Regions from separate parts of the Sus scrofa genome. Here region 1 is linked to region 2. Evidence: chromatin contacts called from public promoter capture Hi-C data. All regions are on one chromosome and are shown on one strand. The core of a region is the stretch at or near the end of the contact, and the rest is flanking DNA. Distances in the headings are between cores, read along the strand shown. Region 1 holds the start of ARF4 (ADP ribosylation factor 4). Region 2 holds the start of PDE12 (2',5'-phosphodiesterase 12).

Region 1 (5,904 bases), core at 789-3,288, 35 kb before region 2:
GAGAGAACTTTTTGCAGTAATAGAAATGACTAATATGATTATGGTGTTGCCTACACTGTACATTTGTTAAATTCATAAAACTGTACACTTAAAATTCATGAATTTTATTGCATATCAATTATATCTCAATAAAACAGATTTTTAAAAGTTAGATAAATAGATAAAGCCTTTTTTTCCCTCTTTTTTAATAGCTGCACAGGAGGCATATGGAATTTTTTGGGACAAGGATTAAATCTGAGCCATAGCTGTGGAACTATGCAGTGACCTGAGCTGCTACAGTCAGATTCTTAACCCACTGCACCACAGCAGGAACTCCAAAATAAAGCTGTCTTTTGACTACCACTTCCAAACTAGGTTCCCTCACTCTCTGGGAAGGTGCCCTCCTCCCTCCACATAGGCTAGACAGTTACACCACTATCATTATTACAGACTCTCCTTCAAAGCTCTTGTTCTGCATTTACACACACACACACACACACACACACACACACACACGGAAAATCTACATTTTTACCTTTCCTTACAGTACTTAGTCATTATTTGGCCTTTTTCAGTAAATGTATCTTAGCGATCTTTTCATTAGATTTACAGTTCTACATCATCCTAAACTCCTGAGAATACTGCACAGTATGGAGATACTACAGTTTGTTTATCTATCCCACCATCATTCAACCATATTTGAGAGTCATGGTGTGCCAAGTCCATTGCAAACAACACAGAAAAACAAACTAGAGTTTGGCCCGTTTACCGTTTTCACACAAGGGGGTAAAGGGAAGAGGGTTGTCAACAGTAATATTGAATGCGAAATCCTAACTATGAAGAGTGGTTATGATTTTTTAAAGCCTGAGTAATTTATCTAGTTGGAAGCTCAAGAATGTATTTTCCAACGCAGTTAAACTCTAACCAGATCTAAATGGTTGGTGAGGAGGTCCCACTGTGGCACAATGGGATCTGATCCCTGGCCTGGTAACTCCATATGCCTGCTTAGGCCAGCCAAAAAATTACAAAATAATAATAATAATGATAAAAAAAAAGATAGGGAGCATGACTTAATACTAAACGGCACCAACAGTATAGAAGAAACCCATAGGAGGTGGGGAGGTTGCTCTTTTATACATCTTTTTTTGCAAATTGTATACCTTACTTTGGAAAACATTAAGATCTTTTTTTTTTTTCTTTTTTTTTATTTGGAGGGCTGCACGCACAGCATATGCAACTTCCCAGGCTAGGGGTGGAAATGGGAGCTGCAGCCGCGAGCCTCAGCCACAGCCACAGCAACGAACGCTGCAGCTCATGGCAACGCCAGACCACTGAGCAAGGCCAGGGATCCAACCTACATCCTCATGGATACTACCTGAGCTCGTTACAGCTGAGCCACAATGGGAACTTCTAAGATCATAAATATTTTTGAACTGAGGAGTCTTTCCACTTCCTCAACATAAGGGATAAATCTTCCATGCTTGTTCTAGGAAAGATTAAAAAAAAAAAAAGCAAGCCCTTCAAATTGGCTCCTCTTTAAAAGCTGCAATAGTCTACAAAAAAGTCTCGGAGCTCTCCTCTAGACATAGGATTAGGATTAGGTAGCGTCAGTGGGACCTGGCGGCAGGCTTTTAACAACTTATCTTCTGGGAAAACTGGGCCTGTCTTCACTCCTCCATTAGGGCAAGTGTCTGGTCCCGTGGGTGAAATATGTACCTCCGTGGCACCAGGAAATCTTTAGCGCGTTGCGTAGAAAAAGACGCCCAAAGGGCGAAAAGAACGGAGGCTTACTACCTAACCCACAATGCACAGCTCGCCTTTCCGGAATCAAGGAATACAACTTCCAGGATGCATTTCTCTAAACAGAAACGTCTCTCCTCGAGTCTGATTGGAAGTGACGAAGCGAGGCATTGTGGGATTGTATTTGTCGCCCAGTACACAGTGGCTCACAGGCCTCGCCTAGATCCAGGAGCCACGTCCGGGGGCTGACGCTGGCCAGAGGCGCACGTCAGCGAAGACGGCCAATCCCTTTCGTGCGCAGGCGCAGTGGTTCGGGTAGCACCGGAAGCGCAGGGGGATGGGGCGGCGGTGACGCGATTCTGTCCGCGTTGGAGGGGCCGGGCCGCTGCCGAAGTCGCCGCGGCTGCCGCGTGACGTGGCACAGGCGAAGATTTAACGCCAGAGCCGGAGCTGCCCCGCCAGTCGTCGAGCAGGTCCTTGCCCCGCTAATTTCTGTCCCGGGGCTTCGTCCGACACGCCGGCTAGCGAGCTGTCCCTGCCGCGCTCTTTCTGCCTTAGCTCCTCTTCGCCCTCTGACTTTGCCAGGAGCGTGAAAGGAGAAGGCCCGGGGACGCCCCAAGCCCCTTCTGCTCCTGCCCATTGCAAGTGCCATTACCGCCATGGGCCTCACCATCTCCTCCCTCTTCTCCCGCCTCTTCGGCAAGAAGCAGATGCGCATTTTGATGGGTGAGTTAGGGCCTGAGGGATGAGGCCAGGCCTCGGTGGGGCGGCCGGGTCTCTACGCTCTGGGCGGCCTTGGGGCCTGTTTTTTTCTCCCCGTCTGCTGTAGTGGGGGAGGGGTGGGGGTCGGGAAGAATTCTTAAGGGGGAACAATGGGGCGAAGGATGGGCGGTCGCCCCATCTGTCGGGGAGGCTGGAAAGGGGCCGCGGGCAAGGTTTCCTCCTGGGTTTAGTTTTCTCTCGATCCTACTGAAAGCCCGACGGAATTGGGCGGAGATGTGAGGTTAGCGAACTGTCGAATCTCGCAGAGCCCGGAAGATATTGGCGCGGCCCATTCTGAGAATGCGATCTGATTCTGCTCTTCCCCGGGTGTGGGCAGCAGTTTAGCCTTCCTCCTCCCTCTTTCTGCCCCGTGTACACACTTTTCACCCTCCTTTGGTATGTGAGCGAGCGGTCGCCCGGAGCCGGCCGGTGCAGGAAGTGACCAGCCCCAGTACAGTGGCAGGCGAGCGAACACCCAAGGTTTTAGTAGAGTCCGGAGTCCTCTGCGCTCTCTTCGCTAAACTTTGCTTCGCTCTGGATTCTGCTTCACGTTTTTTTGTTTTTGTTTTTGTTTTTTGTTTTTTTCCTATTAATGTTCCTGAAAATTGAGTTTATCATGAATGTTTCTTTTAGCCACGCTCTTTGGTTTACTCTCTTTGATTTTCAGACCACGTAATTTTTGTCCAGCTGGTGAAGATTTAATGGAAAATAAATTAGAAACTAAATTCTTTTAAAGTGCTAACACATTTTCAGTAAGTGAACATAATGACGCTTAATTTTAGGGTCGCCTTGTTAAAGAGTAATTACGAAGGTGTTTTAAAAAATTCTTAGGGAAAACGGGCTTTTTAAAAATTGCTTTTTAGGGTCCGATTTTTGCTCTGCTGAGGGAGAAGGGACTTGTTAGTCGAGTGATGTAAGCAACGTCTTCCCCATAGTACTATGAGTAGTCTCTACATCACCGCTAAGCTTTTTGCACCTGAATAATGCTATAAGGCGCCCCTCTAACTTGTAACATTGAAATCTGTTGGTTTATTAGATTGTTTTCTAGAGAAGTTGGGAGGTTTTACTTGAAAGTTTTCCAAAGCAAAATTCCGTAATATTTCAAGGTATTTGAAGATTGAGGGTATGCACATTTGGTTCTTTTTTCACTTTCCTCTTATTCCTGCTTCAAAATCCATAAAACAAATGTTGATGATTCACTCACAAAGATTAATTCAAAATGTTTACTCTCTCATAGTTTGTCAGACTTCATTTATGAAAATGACAATTATTTTAGGAATGCAAGCATATTATTTAAGCTTTAAAAGTAATTGAAAATTGACAGTTTAAAAAAGGCTCTGAAGTCAGTGGGAGAACTTTGAACTGTGATAAATGAATTTCCAGCCTGTTCTGTTCGTGGAGTTGTAGTGCGTTGTATTTGAAATGTAGTATGTAATATTTTACTTAAGATTTATTGTAAATAAATTGCTGTTTTTCATTGTCTTAGTCTTTTGTGATGGCTGCAAGTTTCAGAGGGAGAAGAAAGGTAGAATAATGCTATAAACATTTTCCTATGTTTACTATATTAGGGGAGCATTTCTCCCCCTTACCCCCAGAAATAATGATTGAAAGAAAATGGAACAAGGAAAGTATTTAATTTTGTGCATTTGTGCAGGGAATAGAAATTATGATTTGAAATTATTCGTTCATATTAAATGTTATATTACTCAGGTTTGCCATTCTTGTTTTGCACTTGAATTTGGGATAATTAGATTTCCTTGATTAAAAATGTAATAGTCACAAGGTCAACTTTTATGAACTCATCAAGTGCGGTATAACTGAATGGGGGATATGTATATGGATAGTGAAATAAGTGACTTGGAAGTTTGATAATTCTTAGATTTTTGTATCTAGCTTTACAAATGATGGCATGAATAATTGATCACTCTTAATGTGTCTGCCCCATCCAAATATTGGAATTACCAATTAATGACTTTTTTCCATATTAATCTTCTTTGGCAGGCATGTAGTCTTCCTTTTTCTTTCTATGGTTTATGTAAACTTCATACCTTCTTGAGTCTGTGGCATTTTCAGGTTTTACCATTTTAAAGTGTTCTTGAAAGACAGCAGTTAGTTAATGTCTGATTTGCAAAATTACTGTGAATAAGCTTTAAATTTTATTCGTACACATGCTGTCTCCCAAATCTAAGTATTTTAAAAAGGTGTTTGAAGTTGCAGCTTATAGTAAACTAATTAAAAAATTAAAAGTTGATAACCATCGAGTCTAAAATTATTTAAGCTATAGATTGATAGAAATTGTGTAGGTTTTTTTTTTTTTTCCCCTCCTTTTTTCTTTTTGGGGCCGCACCTGTGGCATATGGAGGTTCCCAGGCCTAGGGGTCGAATTGGAGCTGTAGCTGCTGGCCACAGCCACAGCAGCTCTGACCCAAGCCACCTCTGTGACCTACACCACAGCTCACGCTGGATTCCAATCCACTGATCAAGGCTAGGGAAGGAACCCGAAACCTCATAGTTACTAGTTGGATTCATCTCCGCTGTGCCAAAATGGGAACTCCTGTAGGTTTTTGAAAAAGAAGAAATCACTCATGTGAGTGATACTATTGAACCTAAATTGTAAGACAGCTGGTTTCCACCTTAGATTTCTCATGTAGCCCTTCATGGTCCTGTTTTAAGTCTAATCTCCATATTTTGACTATGATAAGATGTAATTTTAGTAAATGACTCCCCAGATTTTGTTTATTTTTGAAAACAGTATGTTCTGTAGAGGAATTACTCATTCTCTCTTTGAACTTGCAGGTTTGCTTGTTGAAAAGCTTAAAAAGTATTGCTTTCTAAAAGATTGCTAATACCAGTGTAGTTTTGTGTTGTTTTACATGTGACTGTGGCTTTTTGGGACCAGAGAGGTTCAGGAGGAAGGATCCTTCGCCAATTTGAAAAAAAAATTAACTGTGTGTGTGTGTCTGTTTTTTTTTTTTTTGTTTTTGTTTTTGTTTTGGTCTTTTTGTTTTTACGGCTGCCCTGGCGGCATGTGGAGGGTTCCAGGCTAGGGGTCAAATCAGAGCTGTTGCTGCTGGCCTACACCATAGTCACAGCAACACTGATCTGAGCCGCATGTTTGACTTCCACCACAGCTCATGGCAATGCCAGATCCTTAACCCACTGAGCAAGGCCAGGGATTGAACCCGTCCTCATGGATACTAACCGGGTTCATTAACCCACTGACCCACGACGGGAACTCCAAATTCACAATATTTTAAAGTGAGTAGTGTTTCATACTCTTTCCCTAGCATATTTTATAAATGCACATATTACGTATTTTAAATTTTTGGCCTTGATTCTAAACATAATATGTCCTTTCTGTTAAATTTAGAAAACATGAAAAAGAATAGAGTGATAATTACTTACAATTCCACCATTCCACTA
Region 2 (5,853 bases), core at 226-2,725:
AAAAATGGATGAGTTTGTAAGCAGACTGGTAGAGTTACTTTACCTGAAGGACAGAAGATCTCTGAAGCACCTTTTCCTGCGCTGCTGGGTATAAAACCAGTTTCTCCAGCAGTTCTTTGTGAAGTGGGTCGGACTGCAGGGCCTCATGGAAAGCAATGTCATGCTGGCTAAGGAGGCTGAACTTGGACTTTCGGTAAAAAGTAGCGAGGCCTTCATGCTGCTTGATTCGAAACACGCCCTCCAGCCCAAAGGCCTCGAGGGCCGGCACCAAGCTGTCTGTAAACACGTCGCGGTCAACTTCCTGCAAACAGATGAGGTCGGCGTTGTAGCCCGTGAGTTCCTTTTGGATAAGGTTCTGGCGGTAGTCGAGTTCCAGGGCGTAAGGGGCACAGTACGGGTACAGGACCGTCCGTGAGAACTCAGTCTGGGCATATGTGTCGGCCAGAAGGTTGTAGGAGACTGTGCGGATGAGGGCGTCGTCAGTCACCTTCTTCGTGTAGAGATGCCGGTGGTCAAAGGTGCACGTGCCGGGCCCGGCCTCCACCGAACACACACTTTCCAATTCTCGGCTTGGTCCGAAGCGCTGCCCATTGCCTGGGGTACAATGAAGTTTGAGCCGTAGCCCGATGTCAGCATTGGACGGGGTGTAGACGCGCTCGTTCACACCCGTCTCGGTCCAACCAGGAGAAGGTGAAGAGGGAGACAATGACGAGGGGCCTCCGCCCTCAGGCTCCACCGCTGTAGGTTTGGTTTCCTTGTACCAGCGGAAGAGGGAGCCGGCGGGATCCCCAAATTCGAGGCCGAGCTTGGGGCACACCGGGAAGCCGGCCATGATGTAGCGCGGCAACTGCAGCTCGGTGAGGGAGGGCGGGTTGCGCTCTACCTTGTATTTGACATCGCCGATCTGCAGCACCGCACCGTCCTGCCAGGCGTCCACATTGAGCACGTCTTCAGCCACTGCCTCCTCCCGGTAGTACAGCTTCACTACGGGTTCGCAGGCTGCAGCCGGCTCGGGCCCAGACCCCGCACAGGCCCCACCGCCGCCTGCGTTTGGCCGGTTCTTCCTGCTCTTCCTGGCCGCGGCCGCCTTAGCGTGGCCTTTGAGAGCATTAGTAGCGATCCGGCTGAGGGCCCGACCCAGCGGCTCGCTCTGGTCGCGCTGCATATTCTTGTGGCTACCGTCGGCCAGAGCGAAGGACAAGCTAAGCTTAGGCTCCGAGGGCACACAGCGCACTACAGCGCGCTCCATCACGCCTGCCGCGGTCTCAGTCGCCGCCTCAGCTCGACTGTGCCGCTCCACCGCCGTGCGGACCCCACGAAGCGCGGCGCGGGCGCCTGGGAGCCTCCACATGAACCTGGTGGCCTAGCGGCTGACGAGACCTGCGGCTGAACGGCCGCTAAGCGTCAGGGAGAGACAGAGGAGCAGCAGCCACCGGCTCCAGGACCCATTCAGTTCCTCAACTTCCGGCCGGCGAGGAGAGTGCGCACGGTGCTCTCGCCCCGCACTTTCGCCAGGCCTGCTAATCTGCTAATTTTCTTCCACAGCTACGTCTGCCTCCAATCCATCCCAGCTTAATTTTTATATCTAACTCTAGCTATAAGGCTAGAAAAATAAAAACATGGAGGCTTCAGAGGGGAATATTAGACTTAATGGTTTATCGAAAGTGCAGTTAGCAGGCGGAAGAGAAGGCGCGCCCAAGCTCAAGTGGTTGAGGCGGTGTAGCGAGTTTCGTTTCCCCGAAGGATCCTGGCGCCTTATCTGGGCTCTGACCGCCTCCTTTCTTGTGCTGCCTGGAGCTGCCCTGCGCGAGGGCGTGAGGAGATCCCCCTGGACTGCCAGCCCGGGTTCGGGCGTGGAAAATATTTCTCAGTTCCTCTCCTCACTATTCCCGACACTGCTAACCCTCTTCCGAAGTGTGGGTTTGCCTCAGGCCCAGTCAGCGCCGACGCGCCCAGCAGAGTTTTTGTGATAGCTAATAACCAGGAACGATAAATAGTAAGTTCCAGTTACAGATGTGAGGTCCGGAAAGATTAAGTTACCTGCTCTAGGTCAAACAGACTTTGCTGAATGAATGACAGGTGACAGGATAGCTACTGGGTAAGAGGAAATGGGAAGTGTAACTTCCTTGAAACCCACATGAAAAAAGTAGTTCAAGAAACAGATTTTGTGTTGAATATAATTAATATTCTATGATTTACTGAAGGGGAAAAAACCCTTTAAGATTCAGAACAAGTTGAGAATTCTCTCGGCAAATGATCTGTGTCCACTTTCCTTCTACAACTAGAGTATTTATTTATTGGGTATCTAAAAATAAACTACACATTTTCTTCTGGATTACAGTGAGGAAAATAAGCCTTTTCTACAGGAAGGATGAATTTTGCTGTTATTTGAAATTTATATACATGTCCTCCCCCTCTCCACACAGCAAGCATTTGACAAAGTGACCGAATACTGGTGATATTTATGTGATCTAGAGCTACCTAGTAGGGTTAAAAGTCACTACATTATATCAACTAAGTGCCCTAAACAAGTTTCATTTCCCCAGTTTATAGTATCCACGTTAGCAAGTATTTTAAAATGGCGTTTTTCTTATCTCCAGCATTTTTCTTCATGCAACTTAAGCAGAACTCAATCTTAAATTATTCAACTTAAAGAATGATAAAAGCTGTATTAGAAAATGTGACTTTCCTTTAAGCAAGCTGATGTAATTGAACTCTTGCAGTCTTAATCCCAATTTTGAGACAGATGCCTTGAAGTGCCATTCTTTCCTTTAGGGTTTTGTTGGTTTTTTTTTTTTTTGATGTTTTATTTTTTTTTTCAAAGAATAAAACATACCCATCCCCGACTCCTATGCATACACAAACATTTATGAATTTACACCCTTACTCCCACTTTTTATACAAATAGAAATGTAATATACTCATGGTTCAGTTATCTTTCTCTTTTCGTTATATTTGGTCAGTTCTTTGAAGACAAAGTATCTGCAAGTATTCTCAAAGTGTCACAATTTCCCATAGAAAATTTACCTTGAACTCAACAGACTTGAAAATAATACACAATAAATGGTGTGTTTGCAGCCAAATTTTTATGAGGCTAAATTGTAGCATAATCATATATATAAATTATATACATTATAATTACATAATTAAAATTTGAAATCAGAAGACTGAACCAATACTACGCTTTCCTTGATACAAAAGAAGTGGCCAACAGAAATCATTTTTTCCTTTTTTTTTTTATTTTTTTTTATTTTCCCACTGTACAGCAAGGGGGTCAGGTTATCCTTACATGTATACATTGCAATTACAGTTTTTCCCCCACCCTTTCTTCTGTTGCAACATGAGTATCTAGAAATAGTTCTCAATGCTATTCAGCGGGATCTCCTTGTAAATCTATTCTAGGTTGTGTCTGATAAGCCCAAGCTCCCGATCCCTCCTACTCCCTCCCCCTCCCATCAGGCAGCCACAAGTCTCTTCTCCAAGTCCATGATTTTCTTTTCTGAGGAGATGTTCATTTGTGCTGGATATTAGATTCCAGTTATAAGTGATATCATATGGTATTTGCCTTTGTCTTTCTGGCTCATTTCACTCAGTATGAGATTCTCTAGTTCCATCCATGTTGCTGCAAATGGCATTATGTCATCCTTTTTTATGGCTGAGTAGTATTCCATTGTGTATCTATACCACACCTTCCGAATCCAATCATCTGTCGATGGACATTTGGGTTGTTTCCATGTCCTGGTTATTGTGAATAGTGCTGCAATGAACATGTGGGTGCAAGTGTCTCTTTTAAGTAGAGCTTTGTCCGGATAGATGCCCAAGAGTGGGATTGCAGGGTCATAGGGAAGGTCTATGTATAGATTTCTAAGGTATCTCCAAACTGTTCTCCATAGTGGCTGTACCAGTTTACATTCCCACCAGCAGTGCAGGAGGGTTCCCTTTTCTCCACAGCCCCTCCAGCACTTGTTATTTGTGGATTTATTAATGATGGCCATTCTGACTGGTGTGAGGTGATATTTCATGGTAGTTTTGATTTGCATTTCTCTTATAACCAGCGATGTTGAGCATTTTTTCATGTGTTTGCTGGCCATCTGTATATCTTCTTTGGAGAAATGTCTATTCAGGTCTTTTGCCCATTTTTCCATTGATTGATTGGTTTTTTTGCTGTTGGGTTGTATAAGTTGCTTATATATTCTAGAGATTAAGCCCTTGTCAGTTGCCTCATTTGAAACTATTTTCTCCCATTCTGTAAGTTGTCTTTTTGTTTTCTTTTGGGTTTCCTTTGCTGTGCAAAAGCTTTTCAGTTTGATGAGGTCCCATGGGTTTATTTTTGCTCTAATTTCTATTGCTTTGGGAGACTGACCTGAGAAAATATTCATGATGTTGATGTCAGAGAGTGTTTTGCCTATGTTTTCTTCTAGGAGTTTGATGGTGTCCTGTCGTATATTTAAGTCTTTCAGCCATTTGGAGTTTATTTTTGTGCATGGTGTGAGGGTGTGTTCTAGTTTCATTGCTTTGCATGCAGCTGTCCAGGTTTCCCAGCAATGCTTGCTGAATAGACTTTCCTTTTCCCATTTTATGTTCTTGCCTCCCTTGTCAAAGATTAATTGACCATAGGTGTCAGGGTTTATTTCCGGATTCTCTATTCTGTTCCATTGGTCTGTCTGTCTGTTTTGATACCAGTACCACACTGTTTTGATGACCGTGGCTTTGTAGTATTTCTTGAAGTCTGGGAGAGTTATGCCTCCTGCTTGGTTTTTGTTTCTCAGGATTGCTTTGGTGATTCTGGGTCTTTTGTTGTTCCATATAAATGTTTGGATTGTTTGTTCTAGTTCTGTGAACAATGTCATGGGTAATTTGATAGGGATTGCATTGAATCTGTAGATTGCTTTGGGTAGGATGGCCATTTTCACAATATTGATTTTTCCAATCCAGGAACATGGGATATCTTTCCATTTCTTTACATCTTCTTTGAAGAAATCATTTTTTTTCATCCACTCTCAATTCATACCAAGAAACACAGCTGAAGTTTACTAATCAGAAGTTATGGTTAATGGAATTATTCTTATTATTTATACATGTATCTGCAGAAATTAGTATGTGACGACTAGTTTCTTGTAATTATCCTAACGTGGTTAATAACATTGGCTTAGATCATTAATATAGCTGTATCTTTTTTAACTTAAGGTTAACATGAAACTGAGTGATAGTTGAAATAACTGAAATTTTGAGTAATACCTGGTGATAGCTCTTCAAGGTAACCTACTTTCTCATATATTCATAATTTAATAACTTCCATTTGCTTTTTTAAGGGACCAATCTCATCTATTTATGTGTTTCTTTTTAAATTATTTTTTCCACTTTTAAGGAGAAATAATTGATATATAACATTATATTAGTCCAAGGGGTACAACATAATGATTTATGTTTACATTGCCAAAAGAATTACCACTATCAGTTAAACATTCATTATGTCAATAGTTACATTTTCTTTTGGTTTTGTGTTTGTTTGTTTGTTTGCTTTTTAGGGCCATACCTGCAGCACATGGAAGTTCCCAGGCTAGGGGTAAAATCAGACCCACAGCTGCTCACCTATACCACAGCTATAGCAAGGTAGGATCCGAGCCACGTCTGTGACTTACACCACAGCTTGCGGCAATGCTGAATCCTTAACCCACTGAGCAAAGCCAGTGATCAAACCTGCATCTTCATGGATACTAGTTGGGTTCATAACCTGCTAAGCCACAGTGGGAACTCCCACACTTTCTTTTCTTGTGATGAGAACTTTAAAGATCTACTCTCTTAGCAACTTTTACATATACAATTCAGTATTGTTAATAGTAGCCACCATGC

What was found. Promoter capture Hi-C pulls out the DNA fragments that hold promoters and counts their contacts.
Region 1: a promoter capture Hi-C map of fetal liver shows a contact between it and region 2, with 2.1 times the contacts expected there. The contact joins the promoter of ARF4 here to the promoter of PDE12 in region 2. A contact is called at or near these places in 2 of 5 promoter capture datasets (fetal liver and liver), 10 of 47 Hi-C or Micro-C datasets (blood, embryonic fibroblasts, heart right ventricle and 4 more) and 2 of 2 datasets of contacts at active chromatin or transcription factors (alveolar macrophages and skeletal muscle).

What each region holds. Positions count from the first base shown.
Region 1 is chr13:39,426,311-39,432,214 of Sscrofa11.1, reverse strand. ARF4 (ADP ribosylation factor 4) reads left to right here and starts at 2,038. Exons shown (of 6, transcript NM_001048072.2): 1 at 2,038-2,445. The coding sequence starts at 2,379.
Region 2 is chr13:39,391,139-39,396,991 of Sscrofa11.1, reverse strand. It overlaps PDE12 (2',5'-phosphodiesterase 12), which reads right to left and starts at 1,475. Exons shown (of 3, transcript XM_001926462.5): 1 at 44-1,475. The coding sequence starts at 1,351. It overlaps DNAH12 (dynein heavy chain 12, axonemal), which reads left to right and starts at 1,726. Exons shown (of 75, transcript XM_021069807.1): 1 at 1,726-1,996.